Linked DNA regions of Sus scrofa: region 1 is linked to region 2. Evidence: chromatin contacts called from public HiChIP or PLAC-seq data. All regions are on one chromosome and are shown on one strand. Each heading gives the region's core, a stretch centred on a gene start, on an enhancer-like site or on the middle of the called end of the contact. The rest is flanking DNA. Distances are from core to core; before and after follow the strand shown. Region 1 has its middle 4.2 kb from the start of PDGFRA. Region 2 has its middle 170 kb from the start of LNX1.

Region 1 (7,583 bases), core at 3,556-6,055, 320 kb after region 2:
TCAAGCTTGGGCTGCAAGTCACAGAAAAAATTCAAAAGAGACTTAACAAGATAGAATTTTAGGAGTTCCCGTTGTGGCGCAGTGGTTAACGAATCCGACTAGGAACCATGAGGTTGCGGGTTCTATCCCTGGCTTTGCTCAGTGGGTTAAGGATCCGGCGTTGCCGTGAGCTGTGGTGTAGGTTGCAGACGCGGCTTGGATCCCACGTTGCTGTGGCTCTGGTGTAGGCCGGTGGCTATGGCTCCGATTAGACCCCTAGCCTGGGAATCTCCATATGCCGAGGAAGCAGCCCTAGAAAAGGCAAAAAGACAAAAAAAAAAAAAAAAAAAAGAATTTTATGTCTCCTATATTTTCAGGGAGACAGTAAGGAGTTTGGTTGTTTAGAGCTTCACTGGTCAGAGGCCTTCTGTTTCACTGCATCGCAGTGTACAGTTTCCATTTTCAAGGTTGCCTCACAGTCTAAGATGGATGCCGAAGCTCCAGTCACACACCTGCCCTCCATTCCAGCAAAAAGACCAGATTGAGAAGGATAGGCCATTTAGCATGAAGGACACTTCCTGGCAGTTGCATCCACACCTTCTGCTTACAGTCCATTGGCCAGAACTTATCTTCATGACCACATCTAGCTGCAAGAAAGACAGTGGAAGGAAGATTTTTTTTTTTCCCCAGGGAAAAAAAAAAACCAAGAATCAAACAGAGGCTCAGTTACTGAGTAGGAAGGGAGAATGATTACTGGAGGACAATGTGCAATCTTTGTCACTGAAATCATAACATTTTTTTCCCCTAAAAGTGAGCCCTGTCTTAATTTCTCCAATGCATGCCAAAGACTGGAGGTGGGGATACACAGCTAGTACAAAGTATCCTTAGGACAAGGATCAGGCTTCAGCCTTGCTTGAGTCTTTGGGTGATCCAAAATCCAAATGTGGACACAAATTTATATTTAAGAGTATGAATGAGGAAAAAATAATTGGATACTGCCAGTGATATAATAATTAAGGCTCTCATGTTTTCATAGAATGTTTATATGACTCGTAAATAGAAAATCAGCAGATGTCTGGCCATAAATTTTAATGTTGAACTTAGATGGTAAGTGCTCTTTAAATTCAACCAGAGCCCACTGTATGGATTCAGAGACAGTAACAGAATATTCAGGGAGTGCCCATCGTGGCATAGTGGAATCGAATCTGACTAGGAACCATGAGGTTGTGGGTTCGATCCATGGCCTCGCCCATTGGGTTAAGGATCCGGTGTTGCCATGAGCTGTGGTGTAGATCGCAGACACGGCGGCTCAGATCTGGCATTGCTGTGTCTGTGGTGTAGGCTGGCAGCAACAGCTCTGATTAGACCTCTAGCCTGGGAACCTCCATATGCCATGGGTGAGGCTCTAAAAAGACAAAATAAATAAATAAATAAAAATTTTTAAAAAGACAATAAATAACAGAATATTCAGGAGATAAGTATTCTTATCTGTTTCTCAAGGGTCTTCTCTGCCCACTGGAAAATGCTGGAGTTACTCAAGGTTCTGTTCTGGATTTTCTTCTCGTTTTTTTCCTGAGTTTATCATGGTTAAGTTCATTTTCCTTCTCAAATTTGTGTTCCTTTTGTCCCCAAACTTAGTCAAGAGCACCAGCCAGGGCCTAAGCCCAGGACTCCACTCTTCCTTATAGCTCTCATTCAACTTCTCTCTCTCTCTCTCTCTCTCTGGTTCACTTTCTCCAAACTGTCTGCCCTCAGCCCCTGGGGCCAGGGATGTACCCGCTCTTGCAGATCCAAGAGGCAGCCTCCCTGCCTCCCGGCATCATCCAGGCTAATCTTGCCTAAAATTCAACTCTGCTCCAGCCCTGCTTCTCCTTGCTTTGATTCTAGCACCTCCAGAGAACTAAGTCCAGACTTTTTTTTTTTTTTTTTGGTCTTTTTAGGGAATATGGAAGTTCTCAAGCTAGGGGTCGAATCAAAGCGGCAGCTGCCAGCCTACGCCACAGCCATATAAATGCCAGATCCAAGCCGCATCTGTGACCTACACCTATCCAACTCTTGGCAATGCCGGATCCTTAACCCACTGAGTGAGGTCACAGATGGAACCCTCATCCTCATGGATACTAGTTGGAATACTAGTTATTGCTGAGCCACAGTGGGAATTCCCTAAATCCAGACTCTTAGCATGGCCAGGCAGGGCAGCAGATCTGGCCTCCTTCTTGCTTCTCCCTGTCTGGAACTTTCCTCGTTTCAGTCCCTGCAAACTCCTTTCACTGCTGAAGACTCGTTTTCTCTCATAGCCAAACCTGTGCACAGGAGATTCTTCCTGAACTAGATCTTTATTCCCCTCAGGTTCACAGAGAAGGCGTCCGCCTTAAGAAGGCCTTAAGGGGAGTTCCCGTTGTGGCTCAGTGAAGATGCAGGTTCGATCCCTGGCCTCGCTCAGTGGGTTAAGGATCTGGCGTTGCCCTGAGCTGTGGTGTAGGTCACAGACATGGCTCAGATCCTGTGTTGCTGTGACTGTGGTGTAGGCTGGCAGCTATAGCTCCGATTGGACCCCTAGCCTGGGAATCTCCATTTGCCACGGGTGCAGCTCTAAAAAAGCAAAACAACACCAAAACTAAACCAAGTACATCCTCTTAAAGTCCTGCAATCCAGTGTACAACCCCACAAGGGTTCTCTGAGGCCGAGGCCTCAGCTTCTCTTCTTCCTGGCATCCTTACAAACTCTCTGGTTGATCTGTAAGGTGTGTCTTCTTATTTCAGTCACTTTGTCTCGTCCTTCCTGGCTCGCCCCATCTTCCTGCCTATGGCCCATTTTTTTGAGAGGGTCTGAGACATTGGGGGGAATAACTAGGAACCAAGATGCCCCTGCCTCACCCTGAATTGAGAAAATGAGCTAGAAAACTGGACTGGCTCTTCCCTAGTCATTGGGGCCAAACCAAGGGAAGCAAGGAAATGGGAATGTGTGTGACCGTGACTATGCCTCTGGAAAAGCCTGAAGAAAGAAGAGAAAGATGAAATTTTTCTAGTCCTTCTTGGGCTTCTTATACCTCACCACATTTAAGCTTCACAACAGTCTGGGGATGCAATGCAGACATTATGCCCATTCATACAGATGAGAAGACTGAGGCTCAAAGACATGTCATGTCTTGACTGGGCCACACTGTAACTGGAACCAGGACATGGTTAGGCAGATTCTGGCACTGCTGTAGGCAAATTGCTTAACCCTTCGGACTTTATTTGGTCCTCCGTTAAATGGGGGTAATTACGCACAACCCACAGGGTTGTCTTGGGGATTAAATAAAATAATACTGTGATTAATTAATGTGGCTCACATGCAAACTGATGTACTATAATTAATGTAGTTGTGGAACCGTGGTTCCACTGGTTTTCCATTTCACAACTTTTCTGCCGAATTTTTTTTTTTTTTAAATCACTGGGCCTTGCTGTACTCCTGAGACTTCCCGAGGACAAGGTCCTTTCTTCAGTCAAGCTGACCTAAACAGAGCCAGCCCTCCCGCCCCTCCCAAGCCACAGCTGTGTGTTGGAAAGCTGGATGCTGAGGCCCCTAATAAAGAGCAGACCTCCCAACCTCCTCCTTCCCTCCCCCTCCCCTTGCTCCCCTCATGTGGTTTTCAAATTAAAAGTAACTAAAAGCTAAGACCTAAGAGAGAGAGAGAGAGAGAGAGAGAGAGAGAGGGGTGGGAGACACAAAAGCATCCCTAGATTGAGGAAGTGGGGCCCTCTCCTAGGAAAGAGTATCCAAAAAAATCCAGATCCAGCGGGGGTCCAGTGCGACCTCATCTTTCCCAGCTCTGAGCAGGAGGCCCCCTGTGGGCTGGGCTGGGCTGGGCTGGAAACACAGCTCACTGTCTGTGGTCCCCAGGCCGGTAAGCAGGCTGAGATGTGAAGGACCCTAGGAGAGGGCGCCTCTGGTCTCCAGCCAAGGGGGAACTGCTTCCTCTTCTCTCTGGAGCCAACTCTCTGGAGAAAGAGCCTGGAGGAGCCCAACTGCACCCTGAGCTGGCCAGCAACCTGTGGAAGAGGAGGGGTGCCCCGGGTCCTGGAGAGAACCGTCACCCCAAGGTACACAGGCTAGTTTGGGACCCTTTCGGAGAACTGTTTCCTCTCCTTTTTCTTTCTTTCTTTCTTTCTTTTTTTTTTTTTTCTTTTTAGGGCCGCACCCTTCAGCATATGAAGGTTCCTGGGCTAGGGGTCAAACTAGAGCTACAGCTGCCGGCCTACACCACAGCAGGGATCGAACCCACAACCTCATGGTTCCTAGTCCAATGTGTCTCCACTGAGCCAGGACGGGAACTCCCTCCCTCCTTTTTCTAAGACTGGGGCCCCTCTGCTTTCTGAGTGTGCTGGAGGCTCGGAGCAAGCTTCCAAACCTCAGCTGGGACAGACCCAAGGCAAGGGCGGGGTCCACGCCGGCCTCCCCGCAGGGACCCCACATCTGTGCGCCACATCCACAAGCCTCCTCCGAGCCTTCCCTATGAAAGGCCCTTTGCTGGGCCCAGGGAGGCGTCCCTTTCAGGCTCAGTCGAGAATTGAAGGGGAGTGGGAAAGGGGACACTTAGCGCTCTCTTCCCCCCCCCCCGGCCCCCCAACCACCAAATGGCCCTTCATTTTCAGTTTAGGGAGCTAGAAACGTAGCCCCACCCCATCAACTTCATTTGAAAAAAAACCATCGCAAGTTGGTTTAAATGTGACTTTGGCAACTAACGGCTTTGGCAACGGCTGCAATCCTAGGTCTTCTCAAGCCCAAGGACCTTCTGAATTCTCCAAGGAAAGAAGAATTGGGGGGTGGAGCTGGAGCGCAGGGGAGGAGTAGGGGAGAAACAAAAAGCCAACTCCGCTGGAAACGCCCCCGGAGGCCGAAGGTGTGGTGCCGCCAGGAGCTGCAGCTACGATCACCCAGGAGTGGGGTGGGGGCCGAAAACGGGGGCCCCGGGAGGCAGGGGAGGGGGGTATTTTGTTGTTGTTGTTGTTTTTAGTGACCGTTTTGATTTGGTTGTAAAAAAACTTTGCGGGGCTCTCTGGCTCTACTACATCTCTTTACACCCTTGTCCCCAATTTCCTTGTCGCCCGTGGGCCTAGATGCGCAAGACAACGCCAGAGCCACTGCGCTCCCCAAAGGTGCGCGCCGGACTCAGCTCTCCAGTTGGGCCTCCGTCCCAGAGGATCGAAGCCGCCTCGACTCCCGGTTTGGGGAGAAAACCCTCATTCTTAACCCCGTGATGATCCCTTCACGGAAAAACACAACAATTTGAAAATCAAAATCAGGGTACAGGCTGACACCTAGGTCCAGCTGCCCAGGCCGGCGAAGGTTACTCTTCGGGGCGCACAGGGTGGCCTGGTCCCCAGAGATGCACCGGGCAGAAGCCAACGAGACCCCTCAGTCCGCCTCGGCCAGGAGGCGCTTCTTGCGGCTCCAGGACCACCCAGGATCCCGGGCGTCGGGGGAGCAATCTGGAAGGATCTTAGAACAACACCAGGAGATCGAAACTCTGCTCGCCCCACCTCCCCGCGACGCCCAGGGCGGACTGTTGCGAGCAGACCAAACCTCTCCAAGCTTCGGCCGGGCGGCGGAGGGCGGACAGCAGGATTCAAACCCGCCTATGAGTAGTGGGAGTGGCGGGTGGGCAGGACTCGTTTTAAGGAACAGACCGCCTCTTTTCCAGGGCCTGCGGCCCCGAGGTTGCTTCTGACCACTGGGTTTATTTTGCTTTTGCAGGCGAGGCAGCTGTTGACCTCTCTCCATCTTTGCTCGGGCCAGACTCTGCGAAATCTTCCCCCAACCATTTGCTTCCCTGCGCCACCCCCCACCGGTGCTCAGTTCCCGGGAGTCTACTCCCCAGGCCTTTAAACCTTCTGGAATGTCACACATGGAAACCTTTAGCAAATGTTTGTTAATGATCATAACAAAGGCATCATTCAAATTAGGCAGGTAATTACTACCAGAAGGACAACTGGGTGCTCACTTGCTCATCCATTCTCTCTGCTTTTAAACTCGGAGGAATTACGGCCGAACCCCCCCCCCCCCGCTTTCCCCCAGCGCCCAGTCCGCTATCCGAGCCCCTTTAAGCGACTCTGAAATGAACTGTGAAGTTACCATTTGCGGGCGCGGAGCGCTGGGGCCCTGCGTTCAGGAGACCCCGGCGTGACCGGGCTGGCAGTTTAGCAGCGGCAAAGCAGGCCTTCCTGGGTAGGCTCGCCTCGCCTTCTACCCTTTTGGGCACTTGGTATAAAAACTTAGATCTCAGCCTGACTTTATTAATAGCTTAAAGTCGGCAGCCGCTTTTCCCATATTATTCCGCAATCGGATTTGGGGGGGGGGGCTTTAGTCCCCCGTTCGTTATCTACAAACATTACGGTATCCTGTTAGCATTCCGAACAAGGGGCTGTTCATACATTCGCCTTCAATGATTTCCTGAAGGAACATGTGGAAGTAATAGTGAGCAGCGCAGTCACCCGGACTGAAGATGCACGAGAGGCGGTTGAGCAGAAGGGCTGGGGGTATGAGGCCCCAAGCCCAGCCTCATGCCGTCTTCCCGAGCCTGACCCCCCCAGGAACCGGTCCCAGTTCAACACAGCACCCCTTACAGTACTTTTCTGTGACCATTCCCGAAGGCTGCTATTCACCCTCCTGATGAGGGAGGTGATGGCTGTCTCACGTCCCAGTCTGAACCAGGCTGCCCTAGCCATTCTCAGAAGCGGGGGTGGGTGGAAGAGGGAGATCAGGGGAGTAGAGATAAAGGATGAGTCCCTTTACCCAACAAGAAAATTCAAAATTAGAGAAGGCGGGGAAGGTGAGTGTGTTCCCCTCCCCCCCGCCCCGGCTCGGAAGCCCCACTCCATCCAGGTCTGGTTCCTGGAGCGTCAGCGCCCCCTTTCCTTCGCGAGCAGGATCGCTCGCTCTCGGTGCCTTCCCTTGCCTCGCTCCCCGCCCCATAATTTGGGGCTCTGCTCTCAACCCTAGGGCATTGGTACCGTCCTACCCACAAGGCAGGAGGGAGCGCTGGGGGAGTCAAATTGCACCCTCCCCCCTTGAACGCAGAGGTGGCAGGCTGGCTGTAGACGATTCTCCAAACGCTCAAGCTTGAGCCTTTTTGTGTGCGTGATAGAAGCCAGGACAACCTCGCCCAGATAACCATGAAAACAAAGACATGACAAGATAAGTGCGCCGAGGGAGTAAAGGTCGTTCTGTCGGAGAACGTTCCAAACCTACGCAGACCCTCGACTCTTTGTACCCTCCTTCATACCCGTTTAAACACACACACGCACACGCGCGCGCACACACACACACACACGCACAAACCCCCAAAACACCCATCATCTTCATATTAGACTCAACAGTTTGCCTAATCCCATTAAAGGATTAGCAACCGCACGGCACTTTCCCTGAAAGACCCCAGGTTCAAAATCACACAACCGCTTGGAAACCTCTCCTGATGGCCCCATTTATTGTTGGGCTAGGAATTTCTCCAGAAGGGACACTTCTTGATTCCAGATTTATATTCTCTCTGAGCATTAACTGCTATTTTACGTGTACTTTTTCTTCCTTTCGAAGGCAATACAAAGCAACATAGCAGCGTAAGA
Region 2 (7,150 bases), core at 2,286-4,785:
TTCTCTGATTGCTGTGGCTAGGACTTCCAGATCTATATTGATTAAAAGTGGTGAGGGCAGACATCTCTGTCTTGTTCATGATTCTTAGAGGAAAATGCTTTCAGCTTTTTACCATTGAGTATAATTTTAGCTGTGGATTTGCTATATATGGCCTTTATTGTGTTGAGGTAGAATCCCTCTATGCCCACTTTCTAGAGAGTTTTTTATCACAAATGGATGTTCAATTTTATCAAAAGCTTTTTCTGCATCTATTGCAATGGTCATATGGTTTTATTCTTCAATTTGCTAATGTGATGTATCACACTGATTGATTTGTGGATACTGAATCCTTACATCCCTGGGATAAATCCTACTTGATCAAGGTGTATGATCTCCTTAATGTATTGCTGGAGTCAGTTTGCTAGCATTTTGTTGAAGTTTTTTGCATTTATGCTTATCAGTGATATTGGTCTGTAATATTTGTAAACAGTGTGACCAAGAAGGGATTAATCTCCAAAATATACAAATAGCTCATATAGCTCAATATCAAAAAAAAACCCCACAAATAACCCAATCAAAAAAAGAAATGGGCAGATCAAAATAGAGCTTTCTCCAAAAAAGGCATACAGATGGCCAAAAGGCACATGAAAAGAAGCTCAATGTTACTAAGTATTAGAGAAAAGCAAACCAAAACTACAATGAGGCATTACCTCACCTTGGTCAAAATGGCTCTCATCAAAAAGTCTTCAAAATGCTGGAGAGGGTGTAGAGAAAAGGGAACCCTCTTACACTGTTGGTGGGAATGTAACCTGGTACAACAACTACAGAGAACAGTATGGAGGAGTCTTAAAAACTGAAATATAGAGTTACCGTATGATCCTACAATCCTACTCTTGGGCATATAGCCAGAGAAAACCATAATTTAAAAAGATACATGTACCTCAATGTTAATAGCAGCACTATTTACAATAGCCAAGACATGGAAGCAATCTAAGTGTCCACTGACAGATGAATAAATAAAGATGTGGTACATATATACAATGGAATACTATTCGGCCATAAAAAAGAATGAAATAATGCCATTTGCTGCAATCTGAGTGGACCTAGAAATTATCATACTAAGTGAAGAAAGTCAGAAAAAGACAAAGATCATATGTTATCACTTATCACCAAAATCTTTAAAATGCTACAAATGGAATCTTAAAGAAATGATACAAATGAACTTATTTACAAAAGAGAAATAGACTCGCAGACACGGAAAACAAATTTGTGATTACCAAGGGAATAGAGGAAGGGATAAATTAGGAGTTTGGGATTAACATATACACTCTACTACATATAAAACAGATAAACAAGGAGTCACTATATAGCACAGGGAACTACACTGACTATCTTGTAATAACCTATAATGGAAGAGAATATAAATATAAATATATTTTTATAAATATAAAACAATCATTTGGCTATATACTTGAAACCAGCACAACATTGTAAATCAACTATATTTCAATAAAAAAATAAGAAAAGAGTACACACCCAGGTGAGTAGGAGAAGATATGTGCGCATGCTCACATATATGCTTATTCATGTGGTCACATTCCAAAATCTGTTGGATGGTTTAGGATTGCCTACCCCTGTGCAGTATTTACTCCTCATCTCCACCTTGTTAGCACAGATAAATTTTTTTTTTGCTTTTTAGGGCCACATCTGTAGCATATGGAGGTTCCCAGGCTAGGGGTCGAATCAGAGCTACAGCTGTCTGCCTATGCCACAGTCACTACCATGCAGGATCTGAGCCATGTCTGCAACCTACACCACAACTCACAGCAATGCCAGATTCTTAACCCACTAAGCAAGACCAGGAATTGAACCTACATCCTCATGGATGCTAGTAGGATTCATTTCTACTGATTCGCATAGGAACACCAGCACAGATCACTTAGAGTGGGTTAGATGCCTAGAAAGAATATCTGTGGGGAAATGGGACAAAATTGGCCCATGGCAGAGGCTGGAAGAAAGACATTCCAGCAGCCCCGTCCTGAGGACCTGTAAGCCCAGAGCTCTCCTGCTGACACTGCCACCTCCAGCTCCCCATTCTGTGCATCTGACGAGGCTAACTTGGCTCTACCTCCCTCTTTCTTACTCCTCTGCAGAAACAGGAATTGTGCAGCAATTGAATTAAGAAGTCAAGCTATTTTTAGGCTTGTTCAATAACTCTCCTCTCTCATGAAATAAAGTCCAGCCTCTTTAAAAATATTCCACAAGGCTCAGCAAGCTCCAACTCCTGTGCTCACTCACATTTCAAAATTTCCTGCCTCACATATTCAAATTTAGTCATTTGCTACTTTCTTGCAATTCCTCCAATTTACTCTAAGATCCCCTCTATTTACAACTCTCTGGCACATTCCCTTCCCTCACCAAATTTCCCTGACCAGGGACCCTGACCCCAGCCCTAGGCTTAGCTCCTTCCCCCTCATCTCTTATGTCACAGTCTAGACATCACTTCTTCCAAGAAGCCTTCCCCGACCCTTCCACAAAGCTGGGTTGGCTGACCCTTCTCTGGCCTCCCTTAGCAAATAGACTACCCATCTCACAGCGTTCCCTACACTTCCCTGTGACTGAGTCTCTGTATTGATCCATTTCCCCCACCACCACCACCAACCCCCCCATGGGGCTATAAACTCCACGGGGGCTGAAGCTCTCTGCATTGCTCTGCACCATATCCCCAGGGTTGTCTTAGAGCCTTCCCAGGGCAGTTGCTCAGAAAATACCTGGTGAATGAAAGGATTCGCCACTGGATCAATCTCAGCCTTGTCGCAAAGTGCAGCGGTAAGATTCCATTGCCAGATTCCCAAATCACAAATTCTCCTTCCTGAATCTCTCAGATGAATGGCATAATACAATTCAGAGACCAGCTCTCTGAAGTTATCTTCCTCAAACATTTAGGAAGTATGGGTCAGGAGTTCCCGTTGTAGCTCAGCAGGTTAAGAACCCAACTAGTTAGTAGGTTCTATTCCTGGCATTGCTCAATGGGTTTAAAGATGTGGCATTGCTGCGAGCTACGGTATAGGCTGCAAACGAGGATCGGATCTGGCGTTGCTGTGGTTGTAGCATAGACAGGCAGATGCAGCTCTGATTTGACCCCTAGCCTGGGAACTTCCATGTGTCACAGGTGTGGCCCTAAAAAGAGGGAAAAAAAATTTTTAAATAGAAGGGGTGGAGGGCTCCCTCTCACCAACAAAAATCAAGTACAACCTCATATTGCCGGCCCTTCTATAGTTGAGTCAGCCAGTTGGGATTATGCTTTCTCCTATCAGACTTCCTAAATAGATCATGAGATTCAAAACTGTTTAATGGGGCCTATACTCAGCCTTCCGAGAAAACCTGCTTCCCGTTTTCATGACAAAGCTTATGTGCTCCACGGCCCTGAGCATCTGCTTATATTTTTTTTGTCTCGTGGCGTAATAAAAGACAGACACACAGAGTCACACACAGGCTCAACAACACCGTTATTCTTCACTGTTCTTATGCAAACTGAACTGCCAAATTCATATTCTAATAGGATGACAAGAAACTATTTCCCTAACGCAATCATGAATCAGGCTGTGTCAGACAGGACTGTTCCCCGCAACGCCCTTCCTGGTTGGAAAGCAAAACGTGTAAGCTGGATGGTTTCAGAGAAACAAATTGCTTCTGGCTGCAGAATGAGATGACTGTAGAGCTGACCAAGAAAAACATAAAAACACACAAAAACACTCCTATTACTTCAAATTAGGACGCCTACATTCCTGGGGCCAGATAGCAAAACTATTTTACCCCCTTAAGACATGATGCTAGAGTTAGTCAGACATTTCCAGGATTTGCGCTCCATGGAAAAATTGGTTGACCCCATTTGCTGAAAACTGTTCTAAGAGGGGTTTGAGGGGTTTGTTGTAAGCATATCCACTGAAGAATAAAGCTTCTGAATGCCATTAAGGGGAGGTTCTCTCCACAATCCTGGCCACCACTTCAATGACTGGAATTGTACAAAGAATTTTAAGGCTGTGGGGGGTGGCTCAGAAAGGGGATCGTAAAATGTCTCTCCACCCAATGGCTAGAGTGGGATCCATGACCATATGCTTTGCCTCTTTCAATTCTCTGGGGTGTCCAAACTGGCAAGGTAATCCACTTTTTCCATACTATTGACTGCCCAGAGTCAAAGCTCATTCTTTGCTCTCTCTACCACTGATGTGTAACACAAATTAAGGGGTGTCAAAAAATGTAGTGGGTAACTTGAAGGAAACGCTGGCAGCTGCTGAAAGAGATAAACCCGAAAAGGTCTTCAACTTAATACAACAGAAGTTTGTAAAGGCCAGCGGGTAGGGGTGGGTGATAGGGAGGCTCCATGCAGTCATTCAGGGACCCAGGTTGATGGAGGCTCTACCATCAATATGTCTTCCAAAGTCCCCCTAGGCATTGACCTCCAATCAGCTTACAGATGAAGAGAGAAGATGGAAGACCACGTGAGGTTTCTACGGGCCAGAACTAGAAGTGGCATAAAGCACTAATACCCACAGAACTTGGGCACTTAGCCTCGTGTAACTACACAGAAAGCTGGACAAGGGATCTTTCCAGCTGTGGGCTCAGGAAGTGGAGGAAACTCATGGTTTGGTGAACACAAACCATTCTCTGCCACTGTCCAACATTTAAGTCACCAAATATCCATCTCACTTTTCCTCTCACATCAACAACAAATAGTTTTCCTCCACATTGAGACAACCCAAAGCCCCATCAAATCACTGCAATGTCCAGGACCTCCAGAGGATGCAGACTCCTCTCTGTTGTCTAGCAATCACATCCAGGTGTGATCCAACCCCCTGGGATCAAAATATCTCACACATGCTCACATAAAACTACACAGTGGGGAGTAGAGACAGAGTAACCACAATGAAAACTTCTCCTCACAAAAAAAATCATGAGGAATACACAGCATAAATATGCCATAGTAATGATGAAATTTCACTGGACAGATATATAAAAATCTCTGTTCTGAAGACAGAATAGTTATCTTGATTAGACCCTGATTTTCCTCCCTATGAGCATATTAGACAGAGGTCTATTATTCTCCATAATTCATGGCTCCATCCTCTGGGACATTCTTCCATGTTCGTCATGACCTCATTGGCTGTATCTGAAGTGAGCATTAGAAAAAATGCCCTTTAAGGAATTTCCCAGCCATGAAAACTTGTCCCTGCATGTACAAATTGTAGGGCCCAAATACTGTTATTATTTATTTATTCATCTTTTTAGGGCTGGACCCATGCCATATGGAAGTTCCCAGGCTAGATGTCAAATCAGAGCTGTAGCTGCCAGCCTACACCACAACAACAGCAACGCCAGATCCAAGCCACGTCTGTGACCTATACCACAGCTCACAGCAATGCCAGATCCTTAACCCACCGAGCAAGGCCAGGGATTGAACCCATGTCCTCATGGATCCTGGTTGGGTTCATTACAGCTGAAACACAACAGGAATTCCCCAAATATTATTTTTAAAATGGGGAAAGGAAAGGCTTTTCTCAAGTAGGAAAAATGCTTTTTCAGTCCAGTTTCATGGTTCTTTATTGATATTTCTTTGGTAATAAAATTTCCTTAAAAATACAGTATGTTTCTTATCTGTCTGCTTCCTGTCAACTTCAAGTGTCAGTTCTGAGATATAATTCTAAAGCCTGATACATTTCTTTGTTCTCTTGCCCTCATGATTCTCTCTTGACTTAATGGCAACCAACTTCAGGCCATCTGGCTTATATAGAAAACCCATATAATGTGATCTTTGCTATAAACCTGCAACCATAACAAGCCATTGTTGTTTAAAAGACTTCTCCGTCTTATTTCCTACTATTTGGGGTTGTGAAACAGATGGCCTTTTAAACCTTTCAGTACCCAAATATCTAGACTCCTTATATCCCTTTTTATTTATTCTTTCAAATCATCAAATCTTTGTCCAAACTCATCTCTTTCTTCTAATAATACATCCAGCCACAAACAGCACACACTATTAACATTCTATCTTCCAAAATTTTCCCATGAAGTTATAGAATCTGTCTTCCTGCCACATGAGCTCAAGTACAGCTTTGATAAATGTGTTTGCCACTGCAAGATTTGAGTCACTATATTCCAACCTACAATATCACTGCCTGCCATCTGACTACTAAAACAATGTCACTTGATTTAATTAGAATATTTAGTCCTCTTATATTTAGTGCAGTTAATGATATACTAGAGTTTTTATTGACCATCCTACCATTTATTTTATATGTAACCCATATTTCTTTTTCTCTCTTTTCCTGACTTTTTTTTTGATGAATCATATCTTTCATTACTCCTTCTCTTATGCACATTTTACTACTCATTTAATGTTAAAATATATTTCCTATACTATGAACAATTATATGCCAACAAATTTGACAACCTAGAAGAAATAGACGGCTTTCTAGAGACTTAGAGCCCACAAAACTGAATCAAGAAGAAATAGATCAACTGAACAGACCCATCACTAGAAATGAAATTGAATATATAATAAAAACACTCCCTACAAACGAAAGTCCAGGCCCAGATGGCTTCACAAGTGAATTCTACCAAACATATGAAGAGGAACTTATACCCATCCTCCTTAAACTTTTCCAAAAGGTTGAAGAATAAGGAACACTCCCAGACATTCTATGATGCCACCATCACCCTAATGCCAAAACCAGACAAAGATACTACCAAAAAAGAAAATTATAGACCAACGTCTTTGATGAATATAGATGCAAAAATTCTCAAAAATTCTAGCCAACCAAATCCAACAACATATAAAAAAGATCATACACCATGACCTAGTGGGATTCATCCCAGGTTCACAATAATGGTTCAACATACACAAATCAATCAACATCAAATACCACATTAACAAAAGTCAAAAACCACATTATCATCTCAATAGATGCAGAAAAAGCATTTGACAAGGCCCAACATCCATTCATGATAAAAATTCTTACCAAAGTACATAGAGGGAATATACCTTAACATAATAAAAGCTATTTATGACAAACCCATAGCAAATATAATACTCAGTGGAGAAAAGCTGAAAGCCTGCCCACTAAATCTGGAACAAGACAAAGATGCCCACTCTCACCACTGTTATTCAACA

Evidence for each region. HiChIP or PLAC-seq counts read pairs in DNA pulled down with a chosen protein or histone mark.
Region 1: an H3K27ac HiChIP or PLAC-seq map of skeletal muscle shows a contact between it and region 2, with 13 times the contacts expected there. The contact joins two enhancer-like sites. A contact is called at or near these places in 6 of 47 Hi-C or Micro-C datasets (adipocytes, embryonic fibroblasts, fibroblasts and 2 more) and 1 of 2 datasets of contacts at active chromatin or transcription factors (skeletal muscle).

Annotation. Positions count from the first base shown.
Region 1 is chr8:40,958,591-40,966,173 of Sscrofa11.1, forward strand. It overlaps the pseudogene LOC100739256. Among named protein-coding and RNA genes, the nearest start is that of PDGFRA, 4.2 kb to the right of the region's middle. Within about 2 kb of position 4,806, at least 16 of the 83 cell types and tissues checked have an H3K27ac peak or open chromatin away from gene starts, as enhancers often do.
Region 2 is chr8:40,641,231-40,648,380 of Sscrofa11.1, forward strand. No RefSeq gene overlaps it. Among named protein-coding and RNA genes, the nearest start is that of LNX1, 170 kb to the left of the region's middle. Within about 2 kb of position 3,536, at least 15 of the 83 cell types and tissues checked have an H3K27ac peak or open chromatin away from gene starts, as enhancers often do.